Linked DNA regions of Danio rerio: region 2 is linked to region 1. A link is a contact called in public Hi-C data. All regions are on one chromosome and are shown on one strand. Each heading gives the region's core, a stretch centred on a gene start, on an enhancer-like site or on the middle of the called end of the contact. The rest is flanking DNA. Distances are from core to core; before and after follow the strand shown. Region 1 holds the start of h3f3c (H3 histone, family 3C). Region 2 holds the start of ftr84 (finTRIM family, member 84).

The links. A called contact is a pair of places that touch in the nucleus more often than the background predicts.
Region 2: a Hi-C map of hematopoietic stem cells shows a contact between it and region 1, with 2.4 times the contacts expected there. The contact joins the promoter of ftr84 here to the promoter of h3f3c in region 1. A contact is called at or near these places in 5 of 18 Hi-C or Micro-C datasets (caudal fin, embryo, fibroblasts and 2 more).

The regions. Positions count from the first base shown.
Region 1 is chr5:37,846,969-37,853,195 of GRCz12tu, reverse strand. h3f3c (H3 histone, family 3C) reads left to right here and starts at 3,069. Exons shown (of 4, transcript NM_200003.1): 1 at 3,069-3,129; 2 at 3,959-4,102; 3 at 4,186-4,339; 4 at 5,935-6,227. The coding sequence starts at 3,975. The coding sequence ends at 6,063. It overlaps LOC141385557 (a long non-coding RNA gene), which reads right to left and starts at 5,822. Exons shown (of 2, transcript XR_012406166.1): 1 at 4,695-5,822; 2 at 3,020-4,438.
Region 2 is chr5:37,997,654-38,003,880 of GRCz12tu, reverse strand. It overlaps ftr84 (finTRIM family, member 84), which reads left to right and starts at 3,474. Exons shown (of 8, transcript XM_073951149.1): 1 at 3,474-3,547. il13ra2 (interleukin 13 receptor, alpha 2) reads left to right here. Exons shown (of 10, transcript NM_001113731.3): 8 at 1-74; 9 at 751-847; 10 at 936-1,768. The coding sequence ends at 1,035.

The DNA.
Region 1 (6,227 bases), core at 1,820-4,319:
CCCTTGCTCTGAAACAATCATGCAAACCAGGTGCTGCTCGGAAATGGCTTTCTTTGCTCTGCATCAGGTGCACAGCAGCAAGAAGCTTGGCAGTGAACTATGACCTTATTTTAATGACAAATGTCTAAGAATACTGCTTTACGTTTTTATTTAATTTATACATACGCAATGAATGTAAGCCTGCTAAATGTGTGTGGTTCAAATGATAGAATATGTAAACTTAGTTAATATATATAATTAAATAATAATAATTAAAAGCCTGCGTGTAAGGCTTTTATTTTGAGGGTGACGTCACGAGCGCAGATTTGGTTGACCAATTAGAGGAAAGTGGGCGTTTCAGCACCACCTACATGTGTAAAATGAATTTTAAAGTCGTTTATCCGTTTTCCTACCCTAAACCAAAAAACGAAAATCCAGCCAAAAGCTCGTTTTTTCGTTTTCTCGTGAGCAAAAGAAAAACGGAAAAACGGCCGTTTTCTCCATTTCCTTTATTCCGTTTGAAAATGGAAAACAAATGAACAAAATGTACACGGACCTCTATTACTAACACTTAACATACCTATTTCTTAAAAAAAATAAAAATAAACTCTGTGCAAATGGGCTCTATGATTAATTTTTTTTATTATTCATACTAATTTATTTTATGCCTTTTGCCATTTTTCCTTCATATTCTGTGAGCAACTACTATATCAAAAAGAGATAGCATAATCAAAATGGGGTTGAATTAAAGCTCCTCCCAATAATTTTGAACATCCAACAGATCAGCTTGCCTTACACTGTCTGGGGCCAGCACCTAAGCTTTTTACTCATCATAGTACGCGTGCTGCTGATGATGTGAAAATAAAAGTGATTTGATTGATATGGATAAGCAAGAACGTGTTGTTTTGTGTTTTTGTCGGTAACAAATAACTGAAAATAGGCTGTTTAATAATTAAATGCACACCTGATGTGGTGATTACACCTCATATGTGCGTTATTATCTAATAATTGAATAAACCCCTTAAATCAATTATCCCACTTACTACACTTACCACACCTAATAATGGTGAGGTGCTGTATTTGTCAGGTTTTGGCCTTCATACTTCAGTAATCACGATTTTACAACTTCACATTTTCGCTGTAAAAACACCAATAAAATATTGGAGGAGCAAAATGATCTTGAAGTATTGTTGCAGAGAACACTTCTTTTTGAGATATGAATGAAACAAACTCCTCAGCATAGCCGTTTATATGAATGAGCCCACCACTTCATCAACTCTTGTTGGTCTGTTCGAGATTTTCTGGAGAACAGTGCTCTCTGTTGTTTATAAAAGGCACTGCAGTTGGTAGCAGGAAGAAGCACTGAATGAACCTTATTTTCCCTGGAGGAACATACTGGGAAGTGAGATGAAAAATAGTGCAATAAAAATGCTGAGATTGCAGTGTTACCATCTGTATTTCCATCCTACACCATGCACCTCAGAGGGGAGTCTCGGGTTGTATGTAATTAATCTGAAAATAATAGGAGGGGGGCTCGTGATTACAGTGGCATAAACATGTCCAGCATATATAATGCAGTAGATTTATATTGCACCCCAAATGAGTACACCAACAGATTTCACAGACAAACACCCATCTCACTTTTAAATATTTTTTTCTTTATGATCCCATACAATGAGATATATTTTATTGGTTTATTGGAATTACATTAGATTAGTCAATACCTACATTTGAACTAGTTTGATTAACTAAATCAATATCATTTAGCAAAAATGAGCACACTATATTAGAGAATATATTAGCTAAAAATATAAAATATATTTCCAATTAACATAAAAATCAGGGAGGCCATACAAAATATTAAATACATTTTAAAACACACACACTACACTAGGGTTTGGAAATAAAAGCACAAAGCTATGAAACTGCTATACGCTGTGCATTCTTTTACTTCAAATATATTTTAAAAAAATGAGTAAATAAATTACCCTTTTATTTGTTTTCACCCAGCAGCCATTGCTAACCTTTAAATGTTTCTAATGCATTAGCTACTTTAAACATGAATTAGAGACAGTGTCATATTAAAGACTTCAAAGCACTTTTAGCCTCAGAGACTCTATGATCCTTAACTAAAAGCTTTCATTACTCTTGAGACAACCACTCACCACGCTATATTACATTACAGCCCCGTCAGATCTTGTAGTCTAACTGTATTTAGTAGCAGAGTGCTTTTGCACATACGCAGCTATTATGAGGAACATAAAAATAAACCCAGTGGGTTTTGATACGTAGTAAATGGCACATCCTTCCTGAAATGCCACTGAAGCCTTAAAGAAAGCATGTGTTTGAGACAGGAATGCACCCTTTGGTTAGTAGCTCATGGCTGTAGGCTGGCTTTGAATGTCAATCTGAAAAAGAGTAAAACTATGTATGACTGTTCTTGAATTATCTGGTCAGCACTCAGAAACATGATACAAATCTGCAAATAGTGAATGGACTATTGTAAATTGAAGAGGTTGAATCTGTGAGAGTAATAATATGAATGCAATAATGCACATCATTAAAATAAAATTTTATGTACCCAGGTGGTGTATAGTTGTGTTTTAAGTTATGTATATTGATGCTTCAGGAAAAAAAATGACCAGTGAAGGTACAAATAAAGATTTAGTCTTCTACGTTACCACTAATACTAAATTCCTGAAAAATGACCCGTGAAGGTACAACTAAGGATTTAGTCTTCAAGTACTAGTATTAAAATTACTTCATAGCGGTTATTGTTATATAACCAGCAGTGGATGAACCCATTACCCCGTCTCAAAACCCGTTGACCGCGAAGAAAAAAACAACAAAAAACAAAAGAAAATGAGTAAAATCCCGTCTGAATCACACCACTTAAATGCTTCGTATTAAATACAATATTTGCATTTGACTCAGATAAAGCGGAAAATCGTAATGGACTTGGCACTGTAAAATTTGATATTTTTGTGTTTACTGTTTTATTGAAGTGCATTCTGGGAGAAAATGATTGACATCGCGGCCATTTTGGCTCTGGCCGCCCCGCTCCCATTGTGTGTGAGATAGTAAATACTGACACTGCCAGACAAGCAGAGCACATATTTCACCGCGCGAATTAAAACACGTTCACCTGAGGTAAGTGCCCCAGTGCATCACTGTCTTCTCTCTGATGTACTTTTCAACAGCTTTGTGAAACTTTTCTGCAGAATTGTGTTTATTTTAAGCGTTAAAACGTTAAAATCTCATCGTCTGAAAATGAAAAGCCGATGGCGAGACGCGAGAGAAAATAGGCTCTCCTTTTCGCGTCGGAGGACACTCTGAAATCCGTCCCACTTTCGTGTGCCTCTATTTACTTCGGCTAAACGGCGTAAATCCGCAGCGGACATTCGCTCTAAGCGGCTATATAGTTGCCCAAGGATGCCTGCTACCGTATTTCGATGTCTTTTTCGCAGTTCATGCTTTAGATTTTGAAATTTATTTTAAAGTTTGCGTCCTCCCCTGTGCCTCAGTGCACGGACTCTCTCCAGTTGCCGTTCAAATTGCAGCCATAATCTTGCGGTTTAGGGCGGGGCTTAGGCGGGCTGAACTGCCCCCACAACTGGCAGAACGGTCTGCGATTGGTTCATTAAATGTGCTTCTCAAATGCTACTGGCTACTGATTTATTGTTGTTTTTTATTCGTCTGTGATTGGCTGAGAGGTCGTTTTAGTCTTTCCTGACTGGTTGCATTTATTTATTGCGGTTAATGTGACGTGCAGGGGGAAACGGCCTGAAATAGCATATGGGGCAGGGAGTCAAATACCAAAACAAATGTAAAACTAGAGACGCTATTTTTAGTTGAGGTTTACTCACGTCTGTAGCTTAATCTTTGCGTAGCATTCAAAATTTAATATTAAACTGCTAAGTTCATCATGTTAACTCATTCATGTTTCACATCCCTGACTCGTTTTTCTTGTTTTCCTCAGGTGATATTGACTAGCAATGGCCCGTACAAAGCAGACTGCTCGTAAGTCCACTGGAGGAAAAGCTCCCCGTAAGCAGCTGGCTACCAAAGCTGCCCGCAAGAGCGCTCCCTCCACTGGAGGAGTCAAGAAACCCCATCGCTACAGGTGAGATTCCAGACTTACAACTGCTAAAAAAAAGGTTTTTCCACTGCTGTTAAGCATAAAATTAAACATATTTCTGTTTGCAGGCCTGGAACTGTGGCTTTGCGTGAGATTCGTCGGTATCAGAAGTCCACTGAGCTGCTGATCCGCAAGCTGCCATTCCAGCGTCTGGTTCGCGAGATTGCCCAGGACTTCAAAACTGACCTGCGTTTCCAGAGCGCCGCCATTGGTGCACTGCAGGTGCGTATAGCAAGCACAGGGCTGTCTGGCCCTGCTCCTGGATGGTCAGTGTCTTCAAAGATGTGAGATCCAGCACACTTGCTTGGATATTTCTTATTGCTTAATCCCAAATGGCACACTTTATGTGCACTTGCCATGTCATGCACTTACAATGGCAGTCATATCAAATGTGTCCTTTTATTTCACAAGACTGTAGAGCATGCCTTTCGGAATGGTGCTTATATGTGCCACCTCTGTGGCTTGTTATGCATCTTTGATGCAAACAAATTCACATAACATAATGTCTGACTCCTGAAAAGACCACAAGGGTTCAGAGTAGGCATGGGCCAGTATAAGATTCTGACGGTATGATAACCTTGGATAAAAATATCACGGTATTGTGATTACTGCTCTAAAATATACTCTCTTTAAATGTTTGGGTAAAATCAAAAACTTTTTCCCCTTTGAAAACTATTGATTGAATTTTTTGAAAGTTTTATAATATTTTGAAGCTGTAATCTTGTCAGGCTAAACACAGATTTAAACACAGATTTATTTACAATTCAAAACGGCATCTTTGAATATTTTTTCTGCTGGAAATGCTGTTGTCCTAAAAAAAAAAAAAAAGTAAGTAAATAAAAATATTACACATACTTTAGGAATTGTATAGCTGAAAATTATGGCGGTTTTAAAACCTTGACTTTTCTAAACCGTGGTATACCTTGAAAACGGTTATCGTCCCATGACTAGTTCAGAGTGCCATTTGAGGTAGGCCCTGAGGTGAAATTTTTACCAAGTCATAGCAGCATAACATCATAAAAGTGCTGACCGTTAAACAAGGCATATATTGTTATTTAATGGCAACTTGACCTCTATGACACTTATCCTAATCTTCTCTCTTATCCTTTTTTATGTTTTTAATGCTGTTTTCGGATCTAATCAGTAGGCATTAGATCTCTCATAGAGTCACACGAGCAACTGCTAATGGTGACTGTCTAGTGCCAAAGTGTAAGACCTCTTTTGGTTAACCTGTTTTCTCTGTTAAGGGAACCAAAAGGTGGAATGATTTACCTGTTAGCCTAAAATTAGAAAGTAATATAAATGTTTTAGAGTACTTAGAAGTTGGTTAAAAACAAAAAAGCAGCACTACGCATTTAGTCTACTAATAGTTTGTTTGATCATGCCACCTTTGCTTTTGCTTTAAAGCAATTTAATGTAAAGAATTATAAAGTTGTGTATATTAATCTACTTTATTTTAATTTTATGTGAAGCCTCCAGTGGAGAGATGTTGAGAATTAGCAAATCTGCTAAAACACTTAAACGAATGCATTTTTTGTCCAGTGTATTTGTGATGTCCATGTCAAATAAATCAATAAAATTAACCTCATCCACTGTGATGTACAACGGTAAATGAAGATAAGATAAAGTTTGACATTACACCTGAAACACAAGTTATGCATCAGATCTGAAGCTCAGATCTAAGAGGATGGTCCATTTCTTCCCCCAAAAAAAATTTAAATAAATTTGTGGCTTTGTTTGCAATTGATCATGTCTTTTTTTACTTTGTGTGATGTTCAGGCCTAATTAACGCACTGCCTATGTGTGTATTCTTGCAGGAGGCCAGCGAGGCATACCTGGTGGGTCTGTTTGAAGACACTAACCTGTGTGCCATCCATGCCAAGCGTGTCACCATCATGCCCAAAGACATCCAGCTGGCACGCCGCATCCGCGGAGAGCGTGCTTAAATCTCTCCCTCTCTTTCTATCGTCCTCTTTATTTCTTTCTGTCTCTCCACTTGTTCTCCTCCTGCTTTTCTTGGTAGAGTTTAGAGTATCAGTGATGGGGAGTAACGTTGTCTCAGTCTGCTAGTGCTGTCTAAAATGACGCGTAGGGTACCTATATGTGCATG
Region 2 (6,227 bases), core at 2,225-4,724, 150 kb before region 1:
TCTCAGATCGAAAGTGAATATGTACTGCGCTGATGGAGGATTCTGGAGCGACTGGAGCCAAACAAAATGTACAGGTGAGACAGGTTTTTAAAATTGACCTTGATTAATTTCATTCATTCGTTTATTCTTTCCAATTTGTCTTTTTATTTTTTCAGAACATTTATATTAAGATGGGATTTTAATTTTATATAAGATTCATCAGCATGAACCACGCCACACTTTGAGCTAGACTTTATTATAAGGATGTAGGGGATGGTAAGAGAACAGGGGGATGAAGGGAAAGAGAAGTAAGAGGATGAACAGTGAACATTTAGATAGGTAGGTTGATCAGGTGTCCTACAATGATGCCCAGAGTCTTAGAGTGGGGGTACCATCTTTGTAATATTTTGGTTGAGGGATTGGATCCCCCGATTCAACCTAGGAGTGAAGAGAGTGTTATAGGATTGTGAATGGGAAGAGAGGAATTAGAGGGACTGTGGATTCAAAAGAATGAGAAGAATAGTGCTAGAGGGCTGGTCTGCCTTAATTAAGTTTTAGGGAGTAGGTGATTGGTTAAGGAGACAAAGTGAGGCGGGGTTCCTCTGCCGAACTTTTGTTAACAAGTTAACTCCATTAAAAATTGTACCATGACAAGCTTTTCAGCTTTTGGGAATATTTTTTTTATGAATAATGTAAATGTGTCTGCTAAAATGTTTGATGTTAAATAGTTCTTTGCGGTTTGATCATTTAATCATGTATTTTTCCTCAAAGTCAAACCAACATTGAATTATCGTTTGCTGGACCTGGTGATGATTGGCACTGCTGGAGTCATCATCTTCTGTCTTTCCTTATGGATATTAACGAGGATGTGAGTTTTCAGCCAATAGAAAAAAATTTATGCATACACCATTATCTTTGCCGTTTGTTGACACTCAATCTCATTTTTGTTCTGACAGCTGCATAAAGCCGTGCAGCAAGAAGGATGTCATCTACACGCTGTACAAGCAGAAGGTCAACGAGAACATGCCTTCAATCTTCAGCCCCATTTTCAAGTGATGATGCTTCCTATGACCTGCTTTTGCTGCATTACCATTCATACCTAATACTACATCACTAAATGCACACTACTCAGAGAAATAAACACGAGAATTGAGACTCGTCAGAGCCCTCGCACAGTTTACCTGGTAGTGGATTCAAAGTGAGCGCTGAGAGGCTTGTGGAGCAGATTTGTGGAAAACCAAAAGAACCAAAGCACTGACCTGAATGTAGAATCCACTTTGTTGTTTACCAAGCCACTCTACTATTAGCTAATGTGTTTACACAAATGTTATGTGCCTGTTAAAGTTACTCATATATAAATATGAATTATATTATAATATATTTTATTTCAAATGCCAGTGGTCTTGCCAGTTTTGCCCAGTTTTCAATAGCATCTATTCAGTCTTGAATATTTGTTCTTAATGTCAATGATCTTGCCAGACATGGCGTACTGTACAGTTTCAGTTTTGTCTTTTACAGTTTTCCTGTTTTTTTTTTTCATTCAATTTTTTGAATTTATGCTGTTTTTAAAGTAAATGTATTAAAATAAATCATAGATGTTTCAGATGCCAATAACATTGCCAGTTTTTGTTCGTTTTTATACATTTTCCTATTTTTCTACTTGCCAGGTTTTCTTGAATTTGTTTGTCTTTTACATTAAACCATATACTGTATTTGTAAGATGCCAGTAAACTTGCCATTTTTGTGTACTTTTGCAATTCGCGTATTTTCTATTAATAATAAAAACAGTTCTTGAATAAGTGATCTGTTTGTGTGTGTGTTTTTTACCCAAATAATATACCCAACAAAGTCAATCCAGGGCACAGTTAAACGTACCGGGCACTTTATTAGGTACGCCTGTCAAACTGCTTGTAGCGCAAATTTCTAATCAGCCATTTACATGGCAGCAGCTCAATGCATTTAGGCATGTAGACATGGTCAAGACGATCTGCTGCAGTTCAAACAGAGCATCAGAATGGAGAAGAAAGGTGATTTAAGTGACTTGGAATGCGGCATGGTTGTTGGTGCCAAACGGGCTCCTCTGAGTATTTCACAAACTGCTGATCTACTGGGATTTTCACTTACAACCATCTATAGGGTTTACAGAGAATGGTGCAAAAAAGAAAATGTCCAGTGAGCGTCAGTTCGGTGGGCGCAAATGCCTTGTTGATGCCAGAGGTCAGAGGAGAATGGCCAGACTGGTTCCAGCTGATAGAAAGGCAACAGTAATTCAACTCACTTGTTTCAACAGATGTATGCAGAAGAGCATCTCTGAGTGCACAACACATCGAACCTTGAGGCAGATGGGCTACAGCAGCAGAAAACCACGCCAGGTGCCAATTCTGACAGCTAAGAACAGGAAACTGAGGTGACAGTTCACACAGGCTCCCCAAAATTAGACAATAGAAGATAGGAATTTGATTTCTGCTGCGACTTTCAGTTTTAGGGTCAGAACTTGGCATCAACAACATGAAAGCATGAATCCATCCTGCCTTGAATCAGCAGTTCAGGCAGGTGGTGTAATGGTGTGGGAATATTTTTCTGGCACACTTTAGGTACCAACTGGTACCAATTGAGCATTGTGTCAATGCCACAGCCTACCTGAGTATTGTTGCTGACCATGTCCATCCTTTTATGACCACAGTGTACCAATCTTCTGATGTACTTCCAGCAGGATAATGCGCCATGTCATAAAGTGTGAATCATCTCAGACTGGTTTCTTGACCATGAAAATAAGTTCAGTGTGCTCAAATGGGCTAAACAGTCACCAGATTCAATCCAATAGAACACCTTTGGTATGTGGTGGAACGGGGAGATTCACATCTTAGATGTGCAGTCGACAAATCTGCAGCAACCTCGTGGTGCTATCATGTCAATATTGACCAAAATCTCTGAGGAATATTTCCAGTACCTTGTTGAATCTATGCCACAGTGGATAAGGGCAGTTTTGAAGGCAAAAGGGAGTCCAACAGTTTGTCTACAATTCATTTAAAAGCTTTTACATTGGAAGTTATATTATTTTAGGTACATTGAGTTTATAGAGTGGGGGTTGACATAGTGCTTATAGTGTTCTGGCAAATTAGGGGCCTAGTGGGTTGCCAGGGATTACCAACATTCCATATAACCTTTACATTGCACAAAAGACTCTCAACAGTGGTAAGTTTTTGTTTTTAACATTAATAAAATCTTCCCCTCACTTAGAACAAATGAAGAAGTCTTGCTCATGAGAAAATAAATGTGCTTTTGTGTCACGTGTCACTTATTAAACAATCCATTTGCAGCAAAAATACAACTCGTTTGCACCTGAAACTAAATTTTTGAGATGAGGAGGTTTGCTATGAAAGTTGCACGTTTTATAATCACCGTGATTTCGTGGGAAAAATGACAATTTCTTTCACACAGTTGAACAAGAGAATTACGACTGTGTATTATCAGCGGATTTGGCAACTCTGGCTGTGGCATATTGGTTTAGTTGGTGTGTCAAACACCAACTCAGGAAAAATAATCCCTATGAAATGAAACTTCAAAGGTAAAGTACACGGTTTACACCTTTTTATGCTTAAATCTTGTATTTCATGTATTAGATAAATTAGTTTATGCTGTGTATTTAGCTTGAGAACCTGACTGTGCAGCTGCGATTGCGTATTGTGGGAATGTTGAAGAAACTATTGGTATTTTTTTTTTCATATAGGCGATTGTAGCCCGACTCTTGTTGATACATAAAATGGGCTACTTGAATATCTTCTGTTGAATCTGAACCTGGCCTGCAGTCCAAACTTTCTAAGCATTGTATTTCTAGGAACAGGAAACGTACACATTGGACTATAAAATTGTTGTTTTTGTCTGTTGCAACACACTGTTCATAGCAACTCTCGGCCAAGAAGGTCAAGTTGCAACATTAGATTTTATTTTCAGTGGAATTACTAGGATAGCAAGACAGAGTTTCGGAATGATAACGAAGAAAGTTCAAATAAAGGCAACATCATCTTTTTGGTGGTGACATGAAGTTGTTGAGTACAGCTTGCTACATAAACAAAGATATCCAGTGCAAACTAAATGAATTACATTTTATGACTGTACATTATTCAATATTCATACCGAAAGAACGCTTGGATCTATTTAAACAATCTGGTAAGTCTTGCCGTTGGTTTGAGTGTCCACCAGCAGATGGCAGCACAGTACACATAATGCGTATGTCTATCGTTTCACACCCAAACTAATTGAATCTGTCGTTTTCATAGCGGCCATAACAAAATATTTAACCACCCGAGAATACTTTTCTTCTGTATCAAACCACAGAAATAATGATTATTTTCTTGTAGTTAATGTTTCGTTCTGGGCTGTGGCTTGTTGTTCTGGCAGCTGCTGTTGTTGTTGTTGTTTTTACCATAAATGTCAATGGAATTTCGGTTATGTAATTCTGGTGATCTGCTGAGCCACCAGAGACCCATGCTAAATCATGTAATGAACAGACCAGGAAGTGTGAAGGCAGGATGTATAGAGAAGGAAGGAAGGGGGAAGACAAAGGGATGTCAGTACTAGAATAAGATTTATATAGTTCTCAGATGTTCTTTTGTTTCCCAATAATTACAGTGACATTCCAACAGGCTCCTGATATTTATTATAATTCTTTTTTTCCCCAAACACTCTGCACCAGCCTTGAATAATACAACAGTAAACCTAATATAATCATACACTTGATACTGTACACATTCAGGACTAGGCCTAGTCTGTTTCAAACCTTTTAAATGTTATTAGGATAATTTATTTTGTATTGCGATATACAGATGAGTGAAAAACTCTGGGCAGTCTTAAAAAAGCTTGTTTGTTGACTGAATGGAGGCAGATAAAAATATAAATCTCTGTAAGAAAGAGCTTGATTTCTAGCTTCTTGAGGCTGTCCCACCAGAAGAATTAAATTCACCATAAAAATAAAATGACATATTTATTAGAAAGGGGTAAAACAAATTTAAGTTATTTAAAATATGCATGGACGGCATCAATATGGATGCCTGTAGTGTGCATTTCATTCTAATATTAATTTTGTTGTACATCATGTGTGTGTTGTGGTGTTGGTTTGCTTTGAATGGCCCATTTTTAATGAATTTGGTTCAAAGTAATCTTATGGATAGTGCATCATTTATTTTATTTTTTTTTCTAAAAGAAACAATTATAGTCTCTAGGCAAACTATAAAAACATTAAGGTTATGCGCATTCCTGTCATATAGGACTGTATGTGTGCATGCACATAGTGTAGGGTTTTGTTGTTGTTGTTTTTTTTGCATGCATAACACAGCATTCTTAGTCACTTACTGTACATAGGTCTTTGTAAACAGGGATTGTTTTCACAATACTGTTGTCTTTATGCAAAACATTTTTAAAGTGCAAAGGAAATCTATTTATACATATAAACTGTCTATATTTGAGTGCGTAAATATGCCGGGCAAGTCAAATGTTTGGAGTCACATGATTGAATGTTTCTTCTTAATGGTCTTAAAACATCCTTGTTCAGAAGGCACGGGAAAAATAGGTTATCTACACATTAATCCCTTTACTAAACCTAGTTTTATTCACTGTTTATTTAAGGCCTGTAAAGGAGATTAAAAGTAAGTGTATCTAATTAAACAAGATCCAAACTCAGTCCTGGAGGGCCATTGTGCTGCATATTTTAGTTGCAACTCCAATTAAACATACCTGAGGCAGCTAATCAAGCTCTTTCTAGGTATACTAGATCACCAGGCAGGTGTGTTTGATTAGGGTTGGAGCAAAACTATGCAGGACACCGGCCCTCCAGGACCGAGTTTGGACACCCCTGCTCTAAAGGGGTTAGAGCATAGAGATGAGCTCTTCCCAAAAGAGTGCTGTGCGTAATACCAAATAACTGCACAATTGATCATGGTCTAAAGTTTCCATCACATGTATTTTTCAAAAAGCCTTCATTCCAAAAATTCCATTTGATCACTTTGGTTTGGAGTAACACTTCAGTATGGCAGCCATGATTTTTTCACTGCCCTTTGGAGGACAATATATTCCAATTTGGAATGCACCAATAGACTGGGCAAGTAAGACAACGCTGATCTCAGAACTGGCATTAGCATTATTATTGTTAATTTATAAAGCAGTACATCCTTGATAAACTTTCTGACATGCATTGCTCTCTGGGGGTTTTTGCTCAACTGCTGGAGCTCAGACGTGCACATGACAGCGCA